2 separate regions of the Triticum aestivum genome follow, and region 1 is linked to region 2. The links are chromatin contacts, called in public Hi-C maps. All regions are on one chromosome and are shown on one strand. The core of a region is the stretch at or near the end of the contact, and the rest is flanking DNA. Distances in the headings are between cores, read along the strand shown. Region 1 holds the start of LOC123045340 (protein MEI2-like 4). Region 2 holds the start of LOC123045338 (histone-lysine N-methyltransferase SETD1B).

Region 1 (6,479 bases), core at 996-3,495, 980 kb after region 2:
TTTTTCAGATTTTGTTCGAATTTTTATGGAAACTTATTTTTTGCCAACATTTGACCAAAGATGGATCTGAATTTAATTTTTGCTCTAGTTGTCTTTCTACTTGGCAAAAATTGTTAAAGCTTTCCTATATTGAATATAAAGGTTGTTTGGGTTTTTGAGTTCTTTATAAAAGTTTTTTGGAAACTTTTTTTTGGCCAAAATTTGACGAAAAATGGATCCGAATATGAATTTTAGCTTCAATTTTTTTTCTACCTGGCAACATTTGTTGAAACTTTCCCAGATTGAATATAATGGTTATGTAGTTTTTTGAGAATATTTTCAAATTTTCCTGGAAACTTTTTTTTGGCCAAAATTTGACCAAACATGGCTAGGTTGTATGACATGTGGTTGACTGGACGCTGACTAGATGGTTGACAGTCAAAAACCATCAGAGGGTTGTCTTTTGTCCGGTTTTCAAAGTTCAGGGTTGTAAACTAGACGGTTTCATAGCTCAAGCTTGTGTTTTAGACTTCGGTGATAGTTCATTGTAATATGCACTTACAATGTCGACGGCTGACTAGCCTCGCAAGGATGATGTGGATCTCTTTCCTGAAGATGGGTAAGGGGTACGATGGCGGTGGCGGCAGCTTCTAAAGTATGTGTAGGTGGTGTATGCTTTGACTCTATTGCACCAGGTGTTTCCTCCTGGTATGTCATGTGCGCGGATCGACGGTGACCTCGGCTCTAGATGGTGGGGTGTGAGGGCATTCCCCATTGTCGAGTTTGTAGGTGTGGGTGGTGACTTCAGATTGTTTGATTTATGTTCTTGTCAGAATTTTGTTGAATAAATAATAATATGTCTGTGTGCATCGCTTGATGCAGAGGCTAGGGCTTGCTCCCCTTTTTGAAAAAATGCAAGAGTGCGCATGATGTCGGGAAGAGATGGAGGCCCATAGGTTCAAAGTTCAAGATTATCATGCGATAAGTGAACACATAACCGAGTAGAATCTGTTCATTATGTTGGATCGAGAATTTTGGTATACGATGTACGTTCCAGGGCCTTTGGGGGGGGGAGGGTACACACGCCGAAGGAGGAGGGGACAACAAGAATGCCAAAGGAGAAGGGGACGATGCACATGCCGGCAACATGTGATATGTACATGCCTTGGTTAAAGGCTTTTGTTCATGCAACTTATTAAAAACTATGTGCATGTTTGGTTGATGTGTTAAACGTTTAAATTTGAAGGAATCAAAATGTTTGAATGAAAAAGAAATATGGAAGTTGCTACGGGTACAAACATGCCAACCTAACATAAAGTGCTGTCGAGAACGAGCCCTTGGCTCAATGGTTGGCCTTGGCGGTGGCCAGCTAGTCCACCTGGGTTTGATCCCTAGGATTAACGCGAGTGTTTCACCTAGGGCGAAAGAACCCAGAACCTGGGATTCTTTCGCCAGTTTTAAAGTACCTCAGATGTCTATGGGCGTTCACGGAGTCGGATGCTGTGATTTAGGTGTGTGTCACATTTTTTTTGCCGTGAATCAAATGATTTGCCCATATTAGATGCGAAAAATAATCATTTTAATTATTTTTCCTATATCTGTTATCTTTAATGTATTGAAAATGTAAATAGGAACAGCGTAATTTTCAAGGCAATCAATAACAATCAATGTTGCATTTTTAGGCTTGTTTGAAAATGCTAATAGTAGCTAGTTTATTTTGTTTGGAGACGTGATTTCAAATATACTACTCCTCACTAAACTGAATTTTCCCAGTGTTTTTGGAAGCAGAGTTCTTCGAACACGGAAGGTGGTACCAGCATAAACGTGCCAACCTAACAGCAAGAGCCGTCGAAATCCCCGGTGGTTCGGCGGCAGCAACTCCAGCGGTCCAGTCCCGATCGACCCCCACACAACTCGTACTGGTGAGCGTTATCCTGTCCCACACCAGACAATCGGAGAACGTGACCTCCGCGTCACCTCACCGCGCCAAGCCCCCACCCCTCCGCGAAATAATTCCGTCCCCGTCCAAACGCCGCTTCCCACCCGGGCCGACGCGCAGCCACGTGGGTCCCGACGTCTGACACCGACGCCAACTCACTGACACGTGGGGCCCCTGGCCCGGGTACATGTGCCGTTCGGCACGAACGGAATGGCGAAGGAGCTATCCGGCGCCGCGGTGGGGTGCGCCGCGGGTGAGCCTACCGCGGTGGGGACCACAGCGGGAGCGGTATATATAGGCCCCGCACCTTCTGTATCGCGTTTCCACTTAGTCCAATAAATAATATAGTAATACAGCATTTCGCCGCTCTTTTAATTAGATTTTTTTGGCCTTCGTCTCCGCTTCGTCTCGTCTCGTCTCACCACCGCCAGTCCACCACCAGCTAGCCGGAATTCCCTCGCCGGAGAGGCGCTGAGGCGGCATACCTAGGAGGAGGAGCGAAGAATGAGGAGTGGAGGGGTGCCCGCTGCCGCGCTCGCTCGCTAGGGTTAGGTGCGCGCGTGCGTGAGGATGGAGCTCGCTCTCTGAGCTCGCCTCGCCCCCCCCGCTGAGGGCATTAGCTGTGCCGTCGCTGCGCGCTGGGTGATCCGCCCTCCTGTGAGCTCCGGGGGAGCCGTTTTGGCTTGCGCCATGGAGCCGTCTCTTCCGGGCGCGGCCACGGGTTGCGTGTTGCGGTAAGCTCCTGGCCGCGACAAGCTGAAGCGGATCTCGACTGCCGATCTGGTGAGCCTACAAATTCTTCCGTTTCTACCAATTTTTTTGCGGGTTTTCATGCAAATTCAGGGTGCGTTTTGTTTTCGTGGAGAAAAATGGTGTTTGAATTCCTGGAGTTATTTGTTTGGGGGTAATTTTGTGCGTATTTTTCTCGCTTTGTGTGATCTGTGCTCGGGTTCGGGGGATACTTTGATGCGGTTGGGCAGTATTTTGGTCTCTTCTGCCTTTTTATTTTGATCACAACTTTCTTGTGCTCTTTCGAGCTCGTCGAGGACGAGGAGCATTAAATTTCCCGTCGTCTTTTGCGCTGTTTTATGGCTAATTAGTTTGGGAGCACAGAGTTCTGCCCGGAATTTTGCATAACCTTTTTTAATCGTTCAATTCGAGTTGTTCCGGTCCTAAATTTTGCAGAATTTCTCCAGTGTTCCGTAGCCGGTCTCGTGAGTTCGATTTTGGGTTCATGGTCGATCAAATCTAGGCCTCGGGACTGCATTTGTTTAGCAGTTTCTCGCGTTTATTCTTTGATCCGCTTCAGTCGAGCTACCTGAGGTGTTGAAACTTGGCATCTGTCTATCTTGCAAGGTGCTAGCAGGATGCCAGCTAGAATCATGGAGCAGAGGCACCACATGCCCCCATTCCACCTCCCCGTGGAGTCCGAATCGTCTTCTCCCATGTGGTAAGCCAACTGCAATAGCCATTATTGCCCGATATCCTTAAATGATGTCTAATGATGGACTGCATTCTTTCTTACTCTACTTTGTGGTAGGGGGTACTAATTGGTTCAGTTTTGGGGTGACTTGGTCAGTATCATTAACAACTAGACCTAGGTTAATTTCTTCATCATTATCGAATTCTTTTTATAGAGGCCTGTTAGACATTTCAGGCAGGAATGTTTTCCTGAGCATGTTAGTGACTACCTGAACATTCGTGTAATTTGTAGGTGCTTATTAGTTTATTCTTCGGGTAGTTTCTCTCGGACTAAATAAAATGTGACCCAGCAGAACACTGTTACAGTTTACGGATATGTGGGGGCATCCGAGGTTCCACATATGGGACAATTGATCGAGCAAGATTGGTGGATGTGTATCGTTGTTTCCAGGTAGCTTAAGGTAGCTGTCTTGCTATATATGGGTGAAGCAGCTGAATTGGAAGGCACATGGTCTCACAGGGGTGATTGGGTATCGATTATTGACAGATGCGCATGGATGCTGCCTACAATGATTCTTCCATTAAATAATTCTGATGTTGCTTCATCACTTCTCTTTGCGCTCAGTGTTTGCGTTCGTTTTTATGGCTGATTTATTTCTTGTTTTGAAAAACAGAAAAAATATACATTGATTTCGGGAAGTAGGTCTGCTGCATCTTCTCCGGTCGAAAAGCCAAAGGCTATTGGCCAAAGGTTGTGCATCAATTAGGGCTTATGGAGCCATACAAGTTGATGGACCAGAAAACTCCCTTTGGTGAGCGCAAGTTGTTGGGCCATCAAAGGCATGTTAACCTGCCGCCAACCCCCTGGAGGGCTGATCAAGATCCTCTACAACAACATGATTCATTTTCGAAGCCGTTGGCTTTATTTCCTAATGCTAGAAAGGGACATTTAAATATGACCCAATATGAGAATGGACTTTTCTCAAGCTCCCTTCCAGACATTTTTGACAACAAATGTAAGCCCTTGATCCTTGTCTCTTGCAGTTTTTATTTCATTTATTATAGTACTCCATAACACTGAACTATAAACTGCGTCCATCCGATATGGTACTCCTCCCTTCAGTTCATATAAATAATAGTATGTAGATAATGGAAAGGGTAAACAAAAGAAGATAAGGAAAATATTTTTATTTGCTTATTAATAAGAAGCTTGTTTGCTTTTATTGACTGTTTCACTTCAGTGAAATCTGAGCTTTTCTTGCTACATCCAAGTGAGAAACGAGACAATCTGGCCTGAGCTTTTCATGCTACATCCAATTGAGAAATGAGAGTCTGTCCTGTGCTTTTCATGCTAAATCCAAGTGAGAAAAGAGACAATCCGCAGTAATATTAGTGCTTAATATTAAACTACTTTTCATTTGCTGATGTGCAGTGAGACTAACACCTAAGAATGGCCTTGTTGGCCAGCCAGCTGAAAAGGAACTCAACCATGCAGATGACGAGCCTTTTGAATTAACTCAGGAAATTGAGGCACAAGTAATTGGCAATCTCCTCCCTGATGATGACGACTTATTGTCAGGTGTTCTTTATAATGTGGGTCACCCTGCCCGTGCTAATAACATGGATGACATTGATGATGATATATTCTCTACTGGAGGTGGAATGGAATTGGAAGCTGATGAAAATAACAAATTGCTAAAACTTAACGGTGGAGCCAACACCGGTCAGACTGGGTTCAATGGCCTACTGTATGGCGAAAACCCCTCGAGAACCCTTTCCATTAGAAACATTAATATCAATGTTGAGGATACTGAATTGAAACTCCTATTTGAGGTAAGTTTCATCTTCCAGCTTGACTTTGTCCCAACTTTGAAGGCAATATATTTCACCTGATAGCATTTATTTTCTTTGTAGCAATATGGAGACATCCGAACACTTTACACTGCCTACAAACATCATGGTTTAGTGATGATATCTTACTATGATATAAGATCGGCAGAACGTGCCATGGAAGCGCTTCAAAGCAAGCCATTCAGGCAGTGGAAACTTGAGACACATTACTCCATCCCAAAGGTATTTCCTTGATATAAATGCCATTCTGTCTTGATATGATGTGGTGCTTTGACATTACTTAATGTGATATTACTACGATGTTTGCTTGCCATTATTTGTTGTATTGGTACTTAATTGGCACTGGAAATGTATTTATACTTGCAAGGATGTTCACATTCTAATGCTGACTTTGTTCCAATAGGAGAACCCTTTGGAGAATGATAACAACCAGGGCACGCTTGCAGTGATTAACCTAGACCAGTCTGTAACTAATGATGATCTTCGTCATATATTTGGTGGCTATGGTGAAATCAAGGCGGTATGGGCCGCGCACTAACCAACTCTTATGTCAGCTAGTACACTACAGATACAGAGATACTAACTTCCTTGTTTATCAGATTCACGGGGCATCACAAAACGGCCATCACAAATACGTTGAGTTTTTTGATACCAGAGCAGCAGAAGCTGCACTTTATGCTTTGAACATGAGAGATATTGCAGGAAAGAAAATCAGATTAGAGCGCTGCTGCGCGGGCGACGGTAAACGGTAATACTGTGACCGTAATTTTGCGCATCTGTCCATTTTTAGTGCTTCTAGTGCCTTTGCTTTTCGAAGAGTCTTATTACACACCTTGTGTCGGCTACCCTTCATGAAGTTCTTTTTTCTCCAACACGCTTTAGAATGCTGTTATTTTTTATTAGAGGAAGGTACTGAGATGGCACAAGGTACAACCAATGAAAGCAAAAAATGAACAGAAAAACTAAAAAACCAGCAAACAAAAAACCAAAAAGGCTAAGAAGACTGACAAAAGCTAACCAAAACTAGCATAATGACCTATATATACCAATTAGGAAGCAAGAAACCTGAAGCCCCAGGAAGCAGCAGAATATGGCCGTCCAGTCGGTAGGAGCAACCTTCACAGATCAACTTTGTATAAAGTTATCTGGGTATCTGTGAATTGAGGAAGTATATAATTCAGCGGTGTTTATGGTCTTGCATATACTGTGAAGTTGGTAAACATATCGTCAATGGACATATACAGTATACACTGGGCTGATGCAATTCCTGTCTCTTCAATAAAATATG
Region 2 (6,995 bases), core at 484-2,983:
GGCTATGTCATGATGAACTCGGTGGCTCTGGATGAAAGATAACGGTGGGGCCGAGTTGGAGTTTAGGGTTTTGGACATATTTGGGTGAAGAGAGTGGCTGATGGTTTTGGAGCAATACCACTATGCACTTTGAGCAAGTAGACCATTATGCAACACCTCATCCCGTTTTAATAGTATTGGCTTCCCTATGGACTCAGTGTTATATTAGATCACTTAAACAAAAATGAAGAGTCTTGAGCTTTTGGCAATCATTGTCCTTAGCATTTTGAAGGAATTCCACACCCTCTTGTCCTTGCCACTCCACTATTGAACTTATCTGAAACATACTAGATAAAACTATTAGTCCAACAAAAGATGTGTTGACATTAATTACCAAAATCACCCATGGAGCACTTGTGCTTTCACCCATGTTCTACTTCTCCTCGATGATGGCGGCGGGTGCAGACGTGCTGGCCATCATTTCGTCCATCTCTGCGAAGCCGACTTCTTTCTCCGCCGGCAGGGCGTGGTTATGCGTATATTGACGACGGATGGAGCGGTTGCAGACACGGGAGGAGCGGTACGACACGATGTTGTCCATGACAACCACAATGCCTGTGCCGCCATGCTCCCCCACGTGTCGGCCTGGAGCAACCTGCCACTCGTCGACGAGCTGGCTTGGAGTGGCGAATTGTTGAACGATGGAGCGGCTTGGACCTTCTGCATCCACAAGCTGGCCTGCAGCAGCCTGGAGCGTCGAGGGTGATGGAGTAGAGAGTTCCTTGCCTTGTATCCTGCGGTCTCGACGGGCCATCCAACCGGATTTTATGCCGGAGAACTCCTCTCCCTGCTTGTCGGATGCCATGGATATTGTGGAGAAAATGGTGCAAGAAGGATATGGGAGTGGAGTGTGGTGCGATTTTTGCCCGGCGTCTGACGCTGTTTAAATAGTGGGCCGACGACCGGAGCCAACCGGCGTTGTGTTCCATGACGGGTGGCTCACGAACGGACGTGTGGTCGGAGTAGATTTCTCGGCACACACACGGGTTTAATGGAGGAAGGCGGGCAGTCTATGGCCGTTTGAATGTGGCGAGGAGACGTGTTCAGTCGGGCGTGCAGCGGGCGACACTGTCTCGGCCAGCGCACCGCTTCAATGCCGACAATAAGAGGTCGCGGCCGTTTTGCACCGGCGTCAATGAGGAGCGGCCGCTCTCCAGCGGCATGAATGAGGACAGTTGGCGCCGGGCCGGAACGCGCGCGGGCGTGGTTTTTTTTATGGGCCTGGGTAGTCAGGAACGTGCGTGCAGTGGTCCGGGCGCCGGCAAAACCCCTCACTTTGTCTCCGGTATGAAAAAAAAATATCCGAATAGCGCGGTCCGGTTATAAGTAGATGGTTTAAGGGTCGATGTTGGAAATGCCTTTACATCCAAACCCATCTGCAATCATGTGCAAAATCTGAGCTGATTACTGATTGATCCCATATGGCAAAGTATAGGGGCTGATTGATCTGATACGGCAAAGTTTAGGGGCTGGTTTATCCTCTTTTAGAGTTCATTAGGGGTAATTTTTTGAGGAGGAAAAGTAATACTACTATACTACTGTACTTTTTTGCTTTTTTCTAGGGCTTCTTTTTTGCTTTTCTAGAAAATAGGAGTATTAACTGTGCATGTGACGTTCTAGCCCGTTTGGTTACCGACACCATAGCCCGGGCCCAAGCCCAAGCCGGAAACGATTATCGACCGCGAGTTGCCGTCTTCAACTTCAAACCTCGCAAGCCTCTCAGACTCGAAGCAAACCCCCATCTCAAACCCACAGCGCACGGCCGGGCCGAGAGGAACTTTCGAGAAGCTTCTGTAAGATTGGTTCGCTGCCTCGCGTCCGATCCATGGCGGCCGAGGGGGGCGGAGGAGGAGGCGGCGGCGGAGCCGGGGAGGGGTTCGAGGAGCGGGTGAAGCGCCTCTTCGGGTCGCGTCTCTTCGGCGACGTCCCGAGCTCCTCCTTCCCGGCAGCTTCCTGGTCCGTCGCCGCCGGAGATGTTGAGCGCCAGCGCTGGGCGCGCCCGTCGGAGGCGCGCGACGAGGAGGAGGAGCGCGCCGCGGCCGAGCGCGCCGACACGCCGTGCTCGTCCGCGTTCTACGATGCCAACGGGTGCCTCCGCGGCCGGAGGCGGCGGTCCAAGCAGGACTTTGAGGACGACCCCGAAGATGATGACGAGGATGAGGAGGATGTGAAGGGCGAGGACCATAGGAAGGAGGAGCAGGACGAGGAAGAGGAGGTTAGGGTTTCGATCGGCCTTGACCCGACTCTGGATCGGGAGGTGAGAGAAAAATAACTTTCGATTTTATTTGATTTGGCCATTTGCTATTCGATGCTGTATTGCTTGTGGAAATTAGGGCATTGATCAAGATAGTAAGGCCGATTTGGCTTCTTCATTTGCTACTCATACCCTACTGCTTGCTGAAGAAACGTTTCATCTGTAGAGTGTATTGATCTCCAGTCACCTAGCGGGATAGAAAAAGTGCTAAGTATGGGGGATTGGAGTATCGTTGTCATCAATTTGCTCACTTCATGTTGTTTGCTTGTTGTGATTTTCGCTTTTGATTTTTGTAATGGGGTCTTTCTCAAGGGAAATGCCGCAGGGGATGATAAGAGTCTATTCCACAGTTCCAATGGAACCTTAAGGACTGTTCATTTCTTTTGAAGGCCGTCTGCTTTTGCTAATTACTAGTACTAAGATAAATCATAAAGCAAACCAGACTGTTTGTAGACTTATATAAGATGACTTTAACATGAAAACGCTAAAATTATCTAAATCTGATACTAAATGCAGGTAAGGAGCTTTTGCTTTTGTATTTGGCATACCTATCTATTTGCACCTTGTTCTGATTGGGTGTGTTATCTTTCAGGAAGAGGAGGACAAATATGATAGAGCAGCATTTGGTAAAGAAGATGCTGCAGAACGTGTGTACATGAGTGAAATCATGGATGAGGGCATTAATATGAGCATCAATACTGTAGTGCCTGACCTCCTTGATGATACCATTGATGAGATCTGCGGTTTATCTAAGGATCCTCGGGCAGATCTTGATGCAGCATCTGCAAGGCTCAGAGAAGACAATGGTTCGGTTAAAATTGGCCTTCATTCTCCAACTCAAACCAAGGAGTGTCCAACTGCTGGAATGCAAGCAATGAGAGCTCAGGATATCAGCGTGAAACCTATACTGAAGAGGAAGGAGGAGCAAGCCGATTCAAAACCAAGGAAACGTGTGAGGTTTAATGCCGATGTTAAAGAACAACCAGTGGAGCTTCTTGAACATGATGAAGATTCTCCCATGGTTCCTCAGTCCATGGATGTGGTCACAACAAAGGGCAACTCCTCCACGCCATCTGGGGTTCCTGACTATGTTAGGAACCCTTCAAAGTACACATGTTACACTCTGGAGACACCAGAGAGTACTGACGAATCTAACGGGAGAGCTCTTGCAGACTTGCACAATCTGTTAGGCAGATCAGATCCCAACAAGATGCAGCCTGAGACACCTGCTGAGATTCCTAGTTCAGTCACATTCATCCCTAGGAAGAAGTCAGTTGATGCCATGGTGGTGGATGAGGGCCCCAGATTTAGTGGTGCAAACCCATCTCTCATTAGTGCAGCAGCAGCAGTAGCCTCTGACGGAACTGACCAATGTGAGATGGATGAAGATGACCCTAAAGCATCACCACCACCACCAGCACTGATGCAGACCAACTCTAAGATGAACTCCCGGCGTTACAGGTCAAGTAGAGCAGATGATGAGTAAAGCTGATATTCTGGAGCCCTTTGTCAATGCATGTTTAAGAAAATTTACAAGTTTAAAAGTTCTCGATGATGCTACATGTGTTTAGTGGATATTTTGTTGTACCTATGCCTCGGTTTTGTGATCCGAGCTGACCAGCTGTTGTTAATTACGGTTTTATTTATAGTTGTTAATTCACGTTTGAATTTCTTGTACTGGTAGCTGTGGTTGATGCAGTTGCACTCCTAGAATTCAGTAGATTACAGTGACGAGCAGTGTATGCTGAACCATCTTTTGCTTCCCTTTATTTTATAGTTTCGTGACAAACATAATGTTCTACTTTGCATTGAAGAATCAACTTGAAGAGGGACAGAACATCCCTGCAGTCCACAATTAAGCACCAAGATTCCTCCCCTGGATTCAGATTCACCAGAATACACAAGGTTGTGCCCTTTTGATGTACAACAAATGTTATCAAGCTTTTGCATCTCCCATGAGGAAAACAGGCCATCTCCTTCAGGTTTCTGACTAAATTTCAGAACCAGTCTACAAGAAAAACCGAATGCCGAGATACTCTACCAATCTGTACATTCTTATAATTTCATGCTATTTCCCTTCTTATTTGCAGTAATTATTTACTTTGCTCAAGACGTTTACAGCGGCAAACTACAGCTTGTCAGCAATTCTGTAGAGGGCATCAGCCACCTTGCCAAGCACACCTAGCAAGCTGCTCACTTGGTCCTTCCTCTGCTCCCTATCCAGTTGGCAGTTGATGTTCTGCGCCTCCAGCTGCGCCGCCACCATCCGGCTGCTCCGGTCTAGAATCTCAACAAGCTTGCCCTGCAGGTCAGCGGTTTCTCCTGGGGCATCATCGCTGCGCTGCCTCTTCTGCCCACCCTGCGGTAGTGGCGGCTCATCGGTAATTCTAATTTCTTCTTGTTGCTTGCCTTTGGATGTCCCTGCTGTTAAAAATTTGGATTGTTAGGTAGCGCTGTTGTTTGTCTTGCACTGCTTGCACATCATGCTTAAATTTAGGCGTTGTATTTGTTGATTTGGGAGAACTTCATCTTGCTGAAATAAGGTAAGTATAATAACTCTCGTTTCTTCTCAACTCTCATAAGCGAATCTAAAATTCTGGGCTCTGTGTTCTTATGCTTTTGATTTCTTTGTGAGTTGCATGTTACATCATCTGTTCACTAATGTAAGACGATTTGGCAGTTCAATCTGAACTGCCAAACGGCTTAAATTAGTGGGCAGAGGTAGTGATGATAAGAATAACTAAAAAATCGACATGTAAAAATGAGGTACCAGCTAGTTTATAAGCAAAGGAAGAGACTAGAGTCATGCTAGATTGTCAGTGAAGTGAATAGAGTGAATACCATGAATACTTTTGGTCATTTCAGAATCTGTGCAAGACTTCAACTGAAAATGAGGCTGGTCAATTTTCCCAATAAAATTCCAAGTGGATTGACCATAATATAGTTTATTAATCACTAGAAGTAGCTAGAAAAGGACCCTGGTCAACAGATTAACATCATGGGCAATGTTTCTGAATTAGCGCTGCCTGAAACGTTACAGTGTGGCAAACAATTATGAATTATAGCTGCCTGAAACTGACATGCTCCTGTGAACATCTCAAACCTGGTGGATTTGATGCCGAAGATACTTTCAGCACGATTTGGTTCATTTTCTTTTATAAGTTCAGGTTCAAAACTATCGCTTCTTAAGCGCGCTTTGTGTACTTGTTAACTGCCAAAGTATTCACTATATTGTCTACTGAAAACAGGCTGAACATCTGTGTTTGCTGCCTGCGGTCAGTTTTTCTTACAAAAGAAGAAATGATATGTAATTTTGGTCTATTGAACTTTCTTCTTAATGAAACTGAGGCATCTTTGAGAAAAAAAAATAGCAATAGCATTCACCATCTAGCAGGGTTGAATGACACGGGTAGCCTTTAATATTCTTACTTGAGAAATTTCTGTGATGATTTTAGTATATTTTCGGATTTTAGAAAGTAGGACTGATACAAAACTTTAAATATTTAATGTTTATAAGATTTTTTTTTGTCGGATGAAACCAGTGGGAAATATATATTCTGTTATAAGTGGGAACAGGTCCAAAACGAGGACCGTAAGAAACTAGCGCAAAAGTATGGAAGGGAAAATCTAAAATGTTTGAATAGGAACCATGTAAAATTCAGTTCTTTTTTACCTTGCTCTGAGCTCCCTTGCGTAGGTGCCTCGGTCTTCTTCTCTGCGACCAACACCACAAGAAGCAAAACTATTTCAGCCAAGCAACCAACCAGACTATGACAGTATTAAAAGAGTCTAAGCAATCACACATGTAACTCCAGGAATCAGAAAGAATAGTTAATTCAGATGCCCTGCCCAGTATCATCGAATAACTAACAAGAAAAAAATAAGGAACCAAAATTTCCGTTTGAATGGATGTCAAACCCGTCGACAGAAACAAAACTGATTAATCGACACAACAGCAGAGCAGCTCCTACATTCAGCAGTATAAAGCTGGCATAGTTGTCACCCCAAATTGAAGAATCATTAAGCATCCTGGAAAGGATAATAGCAGCAAGTGTTGTGCAGGTCAAATTATCACGCGGCAAAACCTTTTTTTTTGTTCAACATGCCCCTAAATGCGTATCTTTTGTGTATCAGAAGAACACATCAAGAACCAAATCAAATTCTTCGATGCAGAAAAGGTCACACCTCCAAGACCAAATTTGCACAAGAAAAAAAGGGCGAAATTTTGTACTGTAGTACCGATGAAGCTCACGCTTTTACCGCCAAGAATCAGCAACAAACCAGCGGCTCAACTGCACCATCAATTCAAAAAGCACACATTCTTCGCATGCAAGAAGGGAGCGGCGCGCTCACCGGGTACAGGCACGGGCACGGCGACGGCCACCACCGTGGGCACCTGAGATGGAGGCGGATATGGAGCCGCCGGCAGAACCGGCACCGGCGCAGGCGCAGGCGCAGGCGCTGGCGTGGACGTTTCCTCGTCCTCTTCCTCGGACGACGATGAGGACGAAAACAGCCCGTCGTCCCCGGCCGCGGACGCGCGGCCACTGTCGAACACCAGCTTCTCCTTGCCCTCCTCCTCCCCAGTCTCCGCGAGCGCCACGGCCGCATTACTGCCACTGTCGCGGATGCCGCCGCCGCCGCTGCCACGGCCCTCGATTATGTCGTACACCTCGCGGTCGAAGAAGCCCGGGAGCCTCCT

Evidence for each region. Hi-C and Micro-C count contacts between places; a contact is called where the count stands out from the background.
Region 1: a contact with region 2 is called in a Hi-C map of leaf, with 4 times the contacts expected there. The contact joins the promoter of LOC123045340 here to the promoter of LOC123045338 in region 2. A contact is called at or near these places in 2 of 5 Hi-C or Micro-C datasets (both in leaf).

Annotation. Positions count from the first base shown.
Region 1 is chr2B:442,070,090-442,076,568 of IWGSC CS RefSeq v2.1, forward strand. LOC123045340 (protein MEI2-like 4) reads left to right here and starts at 2,246. Exons shown (of 14, transcript XM_044468346.1): 1 at 2,246-2,701; 2 at 3,285-3,368; 3 at 4,015-4,356; 4 at 4,773-5,173; 5 at 5,255-5,413; 6 at 5,595-5,711; 7 at 5,791-5,939. The coding sequence starts at 4,113.
Region 2 is chr2B:441,095,420-441,102,414 of IWGSC CS RefSeq v2.1, forward strand. It overlaps LOC123045338 (histone-lysine N-methyltransferase SETD1B), which reads left to right and starts at 1,734. Exons shown (of 2, transcript XM_044468341.1): 1 at 1,734-2,296; 2 at 2,886-3,961. The coding sequence starts at 1,865. The coding sequence ends at 3,779. LOC123045339 (trihelix transcription factor ASR3) reads right to left here. Exons shown (of 3, transcript XM_044468343.1): 1 at 6,647-6,995; 2 at 5,967-6,008; 3 at 4,208-4,714. The coding sequence ends at 4,422.